2 separate regions of the Zea mays genome follow, and region 1 is linked to region 2. Evidence: chromatin contacts called from public Hi-C data. All regions are on one chromosome and are shown on one strand. Each heading gives the region's core, a stretch centred on a gene start, on an enhancer-like site or on the middle of the called end of the contact. The rest is flanking DNA. Distances are from core to core; before and after follow the strand shown. Region 1 holds the start of LOC103639191 (probable inactive receptor kinase). Region 2 has its middle 4.9 kb from the start of LOC103639189.

Region 1 (4,260 bases), core at 825-3,324, 47 kb before region 2:
ACAACTAGCTCAGAAACATAGCTTTAGCTGTGCACATTGGATGACTCAAAATTGAACAATCAGTAACAGAAAATGTATCTTCGGATATAATCGCAATTAGTATACCAGTAGCTGGTAAATTAGAGGTAGAAACTTTTGCGGTGACTTCAGAAGAAGGAAATTAGCAATTTTGCTTCATGCATAATAGGTAATCCACATTTCTTGTATGCTTTAAAATTGCATGTATTGTTTACTAAAAAAAGAGAAAGGTATACCACAAATGTGAAAAAGAAGATGGTGCCAGGTCAATGATTTAATAACGTCAATCTTTTACACGTGGTGAGAGCAAGCCTCGTGCAATGATGAGAGATGTCTCAATATATCACTAGATCGCGGATTCGAAGCAGCCTCTCCGTATTTACAGAGAAAAACTTGCCTCGGTTTATCCCTTTTCGAGACCCATGCGGGAGCCTCCGGCACTGGCCTGCCCAATCTTTTACATGTATCTCATTATAATATGCTAGTTTAAGCATTAGGAAAATGTTATGGGCAAAGAAACATGCGTAAGAGCGAGCTGAATGCAATGTTTAAGATAAGCATGAGGCTGAGTAGGAAAATTTTCTGACCTGTAAGTTGGTTGCAACTAAGGTCAAGTTCAGTCAGCACCATAGACGTCTCCCTAAAGAATGCTTCTGGGATGGAGCCAGAAAAATTATTGTTCTGCAGGCGCAGCACCTTGAGGGAGATGACAAAATTAAACTGCGGGATGTTGCCACTGAGCATATTAAAACTCGCATCAAAAATCTCAAGGCTGTCGAACAAAGGCATCGGAACACTGTCAAACAATGTCCCTGACAGCACATTGTGGCTAACATTCAAGTACTGAAGCGTGCTAACCACAGATGAGTTGTCAGAGATCGATGCCAAGGACCCCGAGAACTGGTTGCAGCTTAAATCAACATGGACTGGGCTCTGCAGCTGCGCGAATACGTCGTCCAATTTGCCAGTGAAGCCATTGTCATGAAGGTCCAAGTACTTCAATTTCCTCAAGTTCCGGAAACCCAACGGCAATGCGCCACGAAAACCATTGGAAGAGAGATTGAGATAGCCCAAACCTGCCAGCTTAGTCAACTCAGACGGAATTGAACCGGAGAACCTGTTGTTGGACAGATCCAGCAACTGCAACGACGCCATCGACCCCAGCTCACCCGGCAAGAACCCTTCTAGCTTGTTGTCTGACAGGGACAAGTTCCGGAGCACCGGCATCCTCGCTAGCACCGACAAGCTAGCATTTCCAACGAGACCAATGCCGTCGAACGCAATGGAAAGAATCTGCCCGCCGATGCACTGCACGCCGTGCCAATCAACGGGGCAGTCGTCGGAGTCCAGCGCGCTGGTGGGGTTCCAGGGAATGGCCTGGCGGCGGGACGGGTCTTGCCGGATGCCTCGGGAGAACTCCAGCAGTGCCTCCATGTCTGAACCAGCCCCCGCCGAGGCAGCGGAGCACACGGCCCAGATCGAGAGCCACAACAAGATGAGCCGCATCGCAAGATCCTGCTGTGCAGCCAGGCAATTGAAGCAATGCTCATGCAAATGGGATGGATTTTTCGAGATACGGAGCTTAAGATGAAAAAGGCAGTAGGGTAGGGTTTAAGCTCCCTTGGAACCGAGAAAGGGGATTAAGGATGAAAGGTTTGAGGATTTTTTCAGTATGAAAAGCAGAGAAATCAGGAAGGACGGGGCCAAGAACCGAGACACGAAGAAATGGACACCGCCGCAGTGTGAGCAGTGGCCTGCTCCAATTTTGTCATCCAAGAACCATAGTGCTGGTTGCTTCGTCCAAGCGAGCTAGGATTACTGACCAACAACGCGACGAGATGGCCTTGACGGATCTCCACCCCGACTAGACCCGAGAGAAAAGCGTTAGCCGTCGGGTGGAGGATTTGGCGGCGGCGATGCGTCACAGCTTCCCTGTGCTGGAGCGAATGCGCTCCACGGAGCAAGAGGGGAATGCAGGCTGCTCCATTTGGGAGTACGATGAGCAGCAGCGGCAATGGCGCGCGTGTGTGTGGAGACTGGAGGGAGTGGCCGAGTGGTTGAGGGCTGAGGCCGTGATGGATGGGTGTAGTCGGACTATACCGCACCAGTGCGACTGTGCGAGCCAGCAAGTAGCGGCCTAGCATGGGAAACGGGAAACGGAACGGATTCACTCATTCACATCAAACCGAATCCAGATGTCATTTGTTTATTATATTTTTAATTCGAATATAAATAAGAAAGTGAATATACATGTTTTTAAATATTAGTACAAAACGAATATTTTGGATTTAATTCAGATATTAAGTCAATTTATAAAGCATATATTGTTAAATAAATAAAGTACTAACGTTATTTACAACAATAAATATATTATATGTAAACTAACTAAAAGTAATAATATTCATCTAATCTTCATGTATCATTAATAATTTTAAATTTAAATTAATATCGAAATTTACCTATATATGTGCTATTAGGCTATCTCCATAGGATCCACGATCACATCCCCTATTTCTTTTTTTTTCTTTTTTTGAAAGGGAAGGATTTTTATTCATTCAAGAACAGTACATCGAGATGATACGAGCCCTTGAAAGTCACTTTCGGCCTGTGCCCATAAGAGCACACAGCCCAACGAAATCTAAAAACACACACTAGTGGCTATCACTCCGAAGACTAGACCGCCAATCATGCTCCTGGGAAAAAAACTCCTTGGCCACTTGAGTCAAATGTTGTGTTGGGGGCCTTCGGCTTCCGAAGGTCCTCAAAAACGTGATTTAACAATGTTTCTGGAATATAATACATGAGCAGGTACCTTCGGACACGAACCCTCCGGACAAGTCAAAATTGTTGTATGAAGAAACGCAAAGAGAACGAAGGATGGAACAGAGCCGAAGCTGTGCGCAAGGAAGCTTCGGCATGATGGCAGAAAAGAGGAAACTGAAAGTCGCCTAGAGGGGGGTGAATAGGGCGAATCTGAAATTTACAAACTTAATCACAACTACAAGTCGGGTTAGCGTTAGAAGTATAAACGAGTCCGAGAGAGGGCGTGAAAACAAATCGCAAGCGAATAAAGAGTGAGACACGAGGATTTGTTTTACCGAGGTTCGGTTCTTGCAAACCTACTCCCCGTTGAGGTGGTCACAAAGACCGGGTCTCTTTCAACCCTTTTCCCTCTCTCAAACGGACACTTAGACCGAGTGAGCTTCTCTTCTCAATCAATCGGAACACAAAGTTCCCGCAAGGACCACCACACAATTGGTGTCTCTTGCCTCAATTACAAATGAGATGATCGCAAGAAAGAATGAGAGAAAGAAGCAATCCAAGCGCAATAGCTCAAAAGAACACAACAAATCTCTCTCTCTAATCACTAGAGCTTTGTGGAGTTGGGAGAGGATTTGATCTATTTGGTTGTGTCTAAAATTGAATGCTAGAGCTCTTGTAAGTAGTTGGAAGGTGGAAAACTTGGATGACTTGAATGTGGGGATGGTTGGGGTATTTATAGCCCCAACCACCAAACTTGACCGTTGGTGAAGGCTGAAGTCGACGGGCGCACCGGACAGTCCGGTGCACCACCGAACACTGTCTGGTGCGCCAGCCACGTCACCAGGCCGTTGGGTTCCGACCGTTGGAGCTCTGACTTGTGGGCCCGCCTGGCTGTCCGGTGGTGCACCGGACAGGCCCTGTAGGCTGTCCGGTGTGCCACCCGCGCGTGCTCTGCTCCTCTGCGCGCACAGGCGCGCATTTAATGCGTTGCAGTCGACCGTTGCGCGCGAAGTAGTTGTTGCTCCGTTGTCACACCGGACAGTCCGGTGACTCATCGGACAGTCCGGTGAATTATAGCGGAGCGGATTCCCGAAGCTGGCGAGTTCCGAGTTGCTCTCCCTTGGGACACCGGACAGTCCGGTGAATTATAGCGGAGCGCCTCTGTCACACCCGGGTTTTAGGGGTCCAAAGTCCGGGCGCGAACATAATCACCAGGTGTGCTGGGACCAAGTCTCACACATATGATGAATCATGGCACAGGATCGAATGTCACATCTTTACTATATAATCGGAGTTCTATACAAAATAAATAAATAATTACATTAAAAGGAGACAACGGTCCAGCAACCCAAAGTTGACTGGGAGACGACGGTCTAGACCACTCACGAACTCATCACAGCATCCTCCAAGCGCCTCATCCTGCGGTACCTGTTCTTGACCTGTGGGGGTGTGAGACAGCAAGAGTGAGCTCACATACGT
Region 2 (4,148 bases), core at 298-2,797:
AATAAAAAGAATGGAAGGAGTATTCATCTGTCTTTTCCATCCTACGTGCGTTGGGAGGGGTGAAGCCTGGACGGGGAGCCGAAGAGGGAGGGTCCGGAGGGAGGGAGGAGGGAGGGAGTGAGGTGTCGGTACACAAGGACGAAGTAGCAGCTGGAAAGGATCCAGTGACCCATTTCTTTCTTTTAGGGCTAGTTTGGAAACTCAAATCCCCTTCGGGATTAAAGGGGATTGGAAGGGAAATTAGTTCATTTCCACCTCAATCTCCTCCAATCCCGAAGGGGATTTGAGGTTCCCAAAGTAGCCCTTACACATGATTCGAGGCCCTTCCCCGGCACTGTCAACCAAAAAAGCGTGGACGTGCAGAAAAAGGTTCGCGGATTCCTTTCGGGAGATCATCACTCATCAGAGAACCGAAATAAAAATAAAAAAAACCGAAGCAGCGCGTGCGCGCGTGGCTTTACTCGCAAAGGTACCTTTTGTACTCTTTATCCGAGATAACAGTAGTTTGTGTAGCCACTGCCACTAAAAAAGAAGCATTCGCTCTCCTCTTCCACGTTAGCTAGCGGGACTGTAGTAGTGTTAGTCCAGTGCTGCTGGTCCGGGTCCTATGATTCGATGTTGCTGATGAACTGTAGAGCGTGTGACGCCCAGTACTCATACCGCCATGATTCGAGGCGAGACGGCGAGGGAGGTGCGCATAAAAAACCCTTCCCCTTTTCCCCATTGCATTGCAAGTCCCAGACGTCAGCTGCCACCGAACATGCGCTGGGGGAGGACCGTGGCCTCTGGGAGACTGGGAGAAGGAGGGAGGCAGGCGACGATGGCACGACGGCTGCCGGCGCACAGGGGAAGCATAGTACAGCATACAGGCTAGGCTAGACGTGGTATGGCCAGTCCTGCCTGCGCTGTCCTCGGTGGCATGCCCGTCGGCCCGGCTCGTGATCGCCGGTGTGTCCTCTGCTCTCCTCTCTGACTGCTGATAACTCACGCACTGTATTATGCACACCAGGCGTCACTGTTTGGGTTTTCTGGACGCATCTGCACCAACACAGGTCGACGAATGGGACAAGTAGGGCTGTAGGGGGGTAGAATTATTATTCCGTGCTGAGCGTGCTGTGCTTTATAGACGACCCTCCCTTCATTTCTTTAGAGGTAGCTAGCGAAACACGTGGTGGTCACGCTAGCTCTCACGTAAACACGCCCACACACACGGGATCGGACAGAGCAAAAACTTCCTTGCTGCACCACGAAGCGAACCGGACGTTTTGTTCTTGGTTTCGGGACGGATCGCTCGGCGACAGGAGCAACGAGCAGACAGCAGAGCAGGTCGGACGGATTTCCTCCGGAGGCTACAAGACGACGCCGTGGAAAGCCAGGCGGCCGGCCACCTCTTGTTTGTTCGCTTCTCGTGCGTCCGGACGCGCGTGTCTCTCCTCTCCTGCCGCTACTGTTCGCTTCTGGCCAGCGCGATGGTCTACGGCCCTGTCCCCTCCCCCCATGCATTTGCATGCGCTGTACCGACGCCGACGCGCACGTACAGTGCCGCGGCTGGATCCGAGGCCGTGGAGCAGTGAGCTCCGTAGACCGGGAAGAGGGCGGGTCAGGACTCAGGACTCGGCTCGTCAGTGGTGGTACCAATCATGGCGCGAGGCAGCTAGCACAGGCTAATGGCCGCGCGCGATCAGGAGTCAGGAGTCAGGACAAATCACTGAGCGTCACGCAGAAACATACTAGCTTGCTAGTACTACTCCTACTTATTTTTCTTTGAAACGAACGAGGTACGTATACTGTTCCAGTGTTCCTGTAGCAGGAGCGGTTTGTTTGTTTATTACTACAGGCTGGTAGGAGTGCTAGGCATCGGTCGCACCGCACGGGACGGGAGCGTGGTGAGCTCGAGTGCACTCACTGCAGCCCTCCCCCATCATCATTAAGTAATCTTCGCCGCAATCAATACGCATCACCCACTCCTACCGCGCCTTTTCTTCTAGCTACCCCACCCCCCGCTGCTACTACTACTAGTACTAAAATCGATCTACAGCTGTAGATGCAGCAGGCAGAGCATCGACAGCAACAGTGAGTTGTGATTAGAGTAGCGCTCCCCCATTAAAACAACAGGGGTGTGTCTGTTCGCCTCGGCCACCTGCGCCAACGAGCGAGAGTGATTGCTCAATTAACTCGGTCGCCGCGCCGCGCCGCCCAGCTGCGTGCGGACTTGCGGTGCGGTCCGGGAGAGGACGGACCCAACCCAAGGAGCAGCAAAAGCTCATCCTGGGGGGGCTCCTGCCCGGTCGCCGGTCGCACACGCCACCTTCCCTTCCCCCGGCCCCTGCAGATGGAATGAAGAGCGGCGCCCGCGGGCGCCGAAGCAAACTGCGCGCCAGTCGCGGGGGGGCGGCCACCACCATCGTCTGCCGCTGCCTGCCGGCTGCCGGTCCAGGGACCGCGTCCGCATGCGCGCGCTTTTCTTTCTTCGTGCGCACCCGCACGGCCGCGGTCCCCGCCGTCGCGGGCGGGGCCGCAGCTTTTCATGGATCCGTCCGTCCGTCCGAGGCCGAGGCCGAGGCCGGCCACGGTGTTGGTAGGGTAGTGTGTATTCGGTGGCGTGCCTGCCTGTGTTGTGCGCGGAGATCTGGGGGTGGCGGGATCCGGCTTTTGCACACGGCCAGCCCAATGATATGATGCAACCCAGGGAGGGCCAGGTGACAGCTAATCTTAGCTCGCGCTTACTTCTAGGAGGAGAGGCGGCGAGCGACGGACGGGCTGATTGCCTCATCGTGCTAGGGCCCTCTCCCCACGTCTTCACTGGACCTGCCGATCGCACACTCACTATCCACGATCGGAGTTCATCATGATTGTAAAACTCACGAAATCGACCGCGTGCAACTGGGGAGTGTTACATCATCACATGGAGTAGGAGGGACCACCACCACTGCAGTTTCTGGGCCGCAATAGTAGTACTAGCAGTTTTGATTCCCCCCCCCCCCCCCGTAATAAGTAATAACGCAGCGTTTATTCGATCGCAGTGGAGGGGGGGGGGCATCGAAGGACCCCTGATACACTGTGTCTGAAGCACTGGAACCGTGTCCTGCGCTGACACGGCAGCACAACGATCTGCCCGTACGCCTGTTCGTAAATGCCATGCCACCTCATCTTCATTATATAGTGGGGCGAAGAAAAGAAGGAAACAACGGCATACAGGCGTATACGTATGCGCGTGGTACCATACCATACCAGCAGTTGTGTACTAGTACCTACTACTAGTATATTCGTTAAATACCCCATGCCATGGTCCTGCGCAGGCAGCACCACCACGCCACGCCCACGCAGGCGAAAAGCCGACGGCAGGTAAATAAAAACGGCGCCCTAAACGTGGTGGCGGGTACATGTGCGCGCGCGGGCGCGGGTGGCCTTTATGGGCACATGCGCTGCGTGCCTGCCGGGCACTGCAGACATGCTTGCCCCACCGGCCGTGCCGTGGCCATGGCCATGGCCATGCACGGACGATGGACCAGCTGCCACACGGGCACGCCCGGAGCCGGGGACAGGCCTGGCTGCAGCTACAGTGCGGGCGACGCTAAGCGCTCTCTGGCCCCGTCGTCTGCGTCCGCCACAGTACGGTACGGCTGCCATCCAGGTTCGAAACTTAACTAATATACGTCCATTATTTATCTCCACTTGATTCCACACAGGAAGGCAGCAACGACTAGGTCATGACTCATGAGGGACACACTATACGTATAGCCATCGTATCCCTGGCAATTCATCAAGCTACTGCCAACGAAACGATGCCTTGCTCGTCTCAGTAAAACTGGCAGGGCACGATCACTCTACTCCACTCTACCGCCAACGAAACCAGCATCAGTGAAGGCCCATATGGCGGCTATACATCCTGATATCTGCAGCGCGCTAGGAGTACATCGAAACTATCAAGCTCATTAAGGGCACATGCAAAGTATGTGTCCAAGATCAAGACATGTAATCCGATTAATGTAGTTTGTACAAACCATGTGATGCCTCATACTAGGTTCGATAGCATTACAGATTTATGTCATACTATATCCTGACCAAGGCCACAACCAACTTTGGTTCAAACGGGTGGAAACATGTGCACAGGGACATGCAGAAACTACTGGTGATGTTCTACTGAC

The links. A called contact is a pair of places that touch in the nucleus more often than the background predicts.
Region 1: a contact with region 2 is called in a Hi-C map of endosperm, with 3 times the contacts expected there. The contact joins the promoter of LOC103639191 here to the enhancer-like site in region 2. A contact is called at or near these places in 13 of 25 Hi-C or Micro-C datasets (bundle sheath, ear, endosperm and 4 more) and 1 of 3 datasets of contacts at active chromatin or transcription factors (leaf).

What each region holds. Positions count from the first base shown.
Region 1 is chr9:139,486,926-139,491,185 of Zm-B73-REFERENCE-NAM-5.0, reverse strand. LOC103639191 (probable inactive receptor kinase) reads right to left here and starts at 2,074. Exons shown (of 3, transcript NM_001364724.1): 1 at 606-2,074. The coding sequence starts at 1,524.
Region 2 is chr9:139,439,315-139,443,462 of Zm-B73-REFERENCE-NAM-5.0, reverse strand. No RefSeq gene overlaps it. Among protein-coding and RNA genes, the nearest start is that of LOC103639189, 4.9 kb to the right of the region's middle. Within about 2 kb of position 1,547, at least 20 of the 20 cell types and tissues checked have an H3K27ac peak or open chromatin away from gene starts, as enhancers often do. A contact at or near this core is called in bundle sheath, ear, endosperm and 3 more, where this site is marked.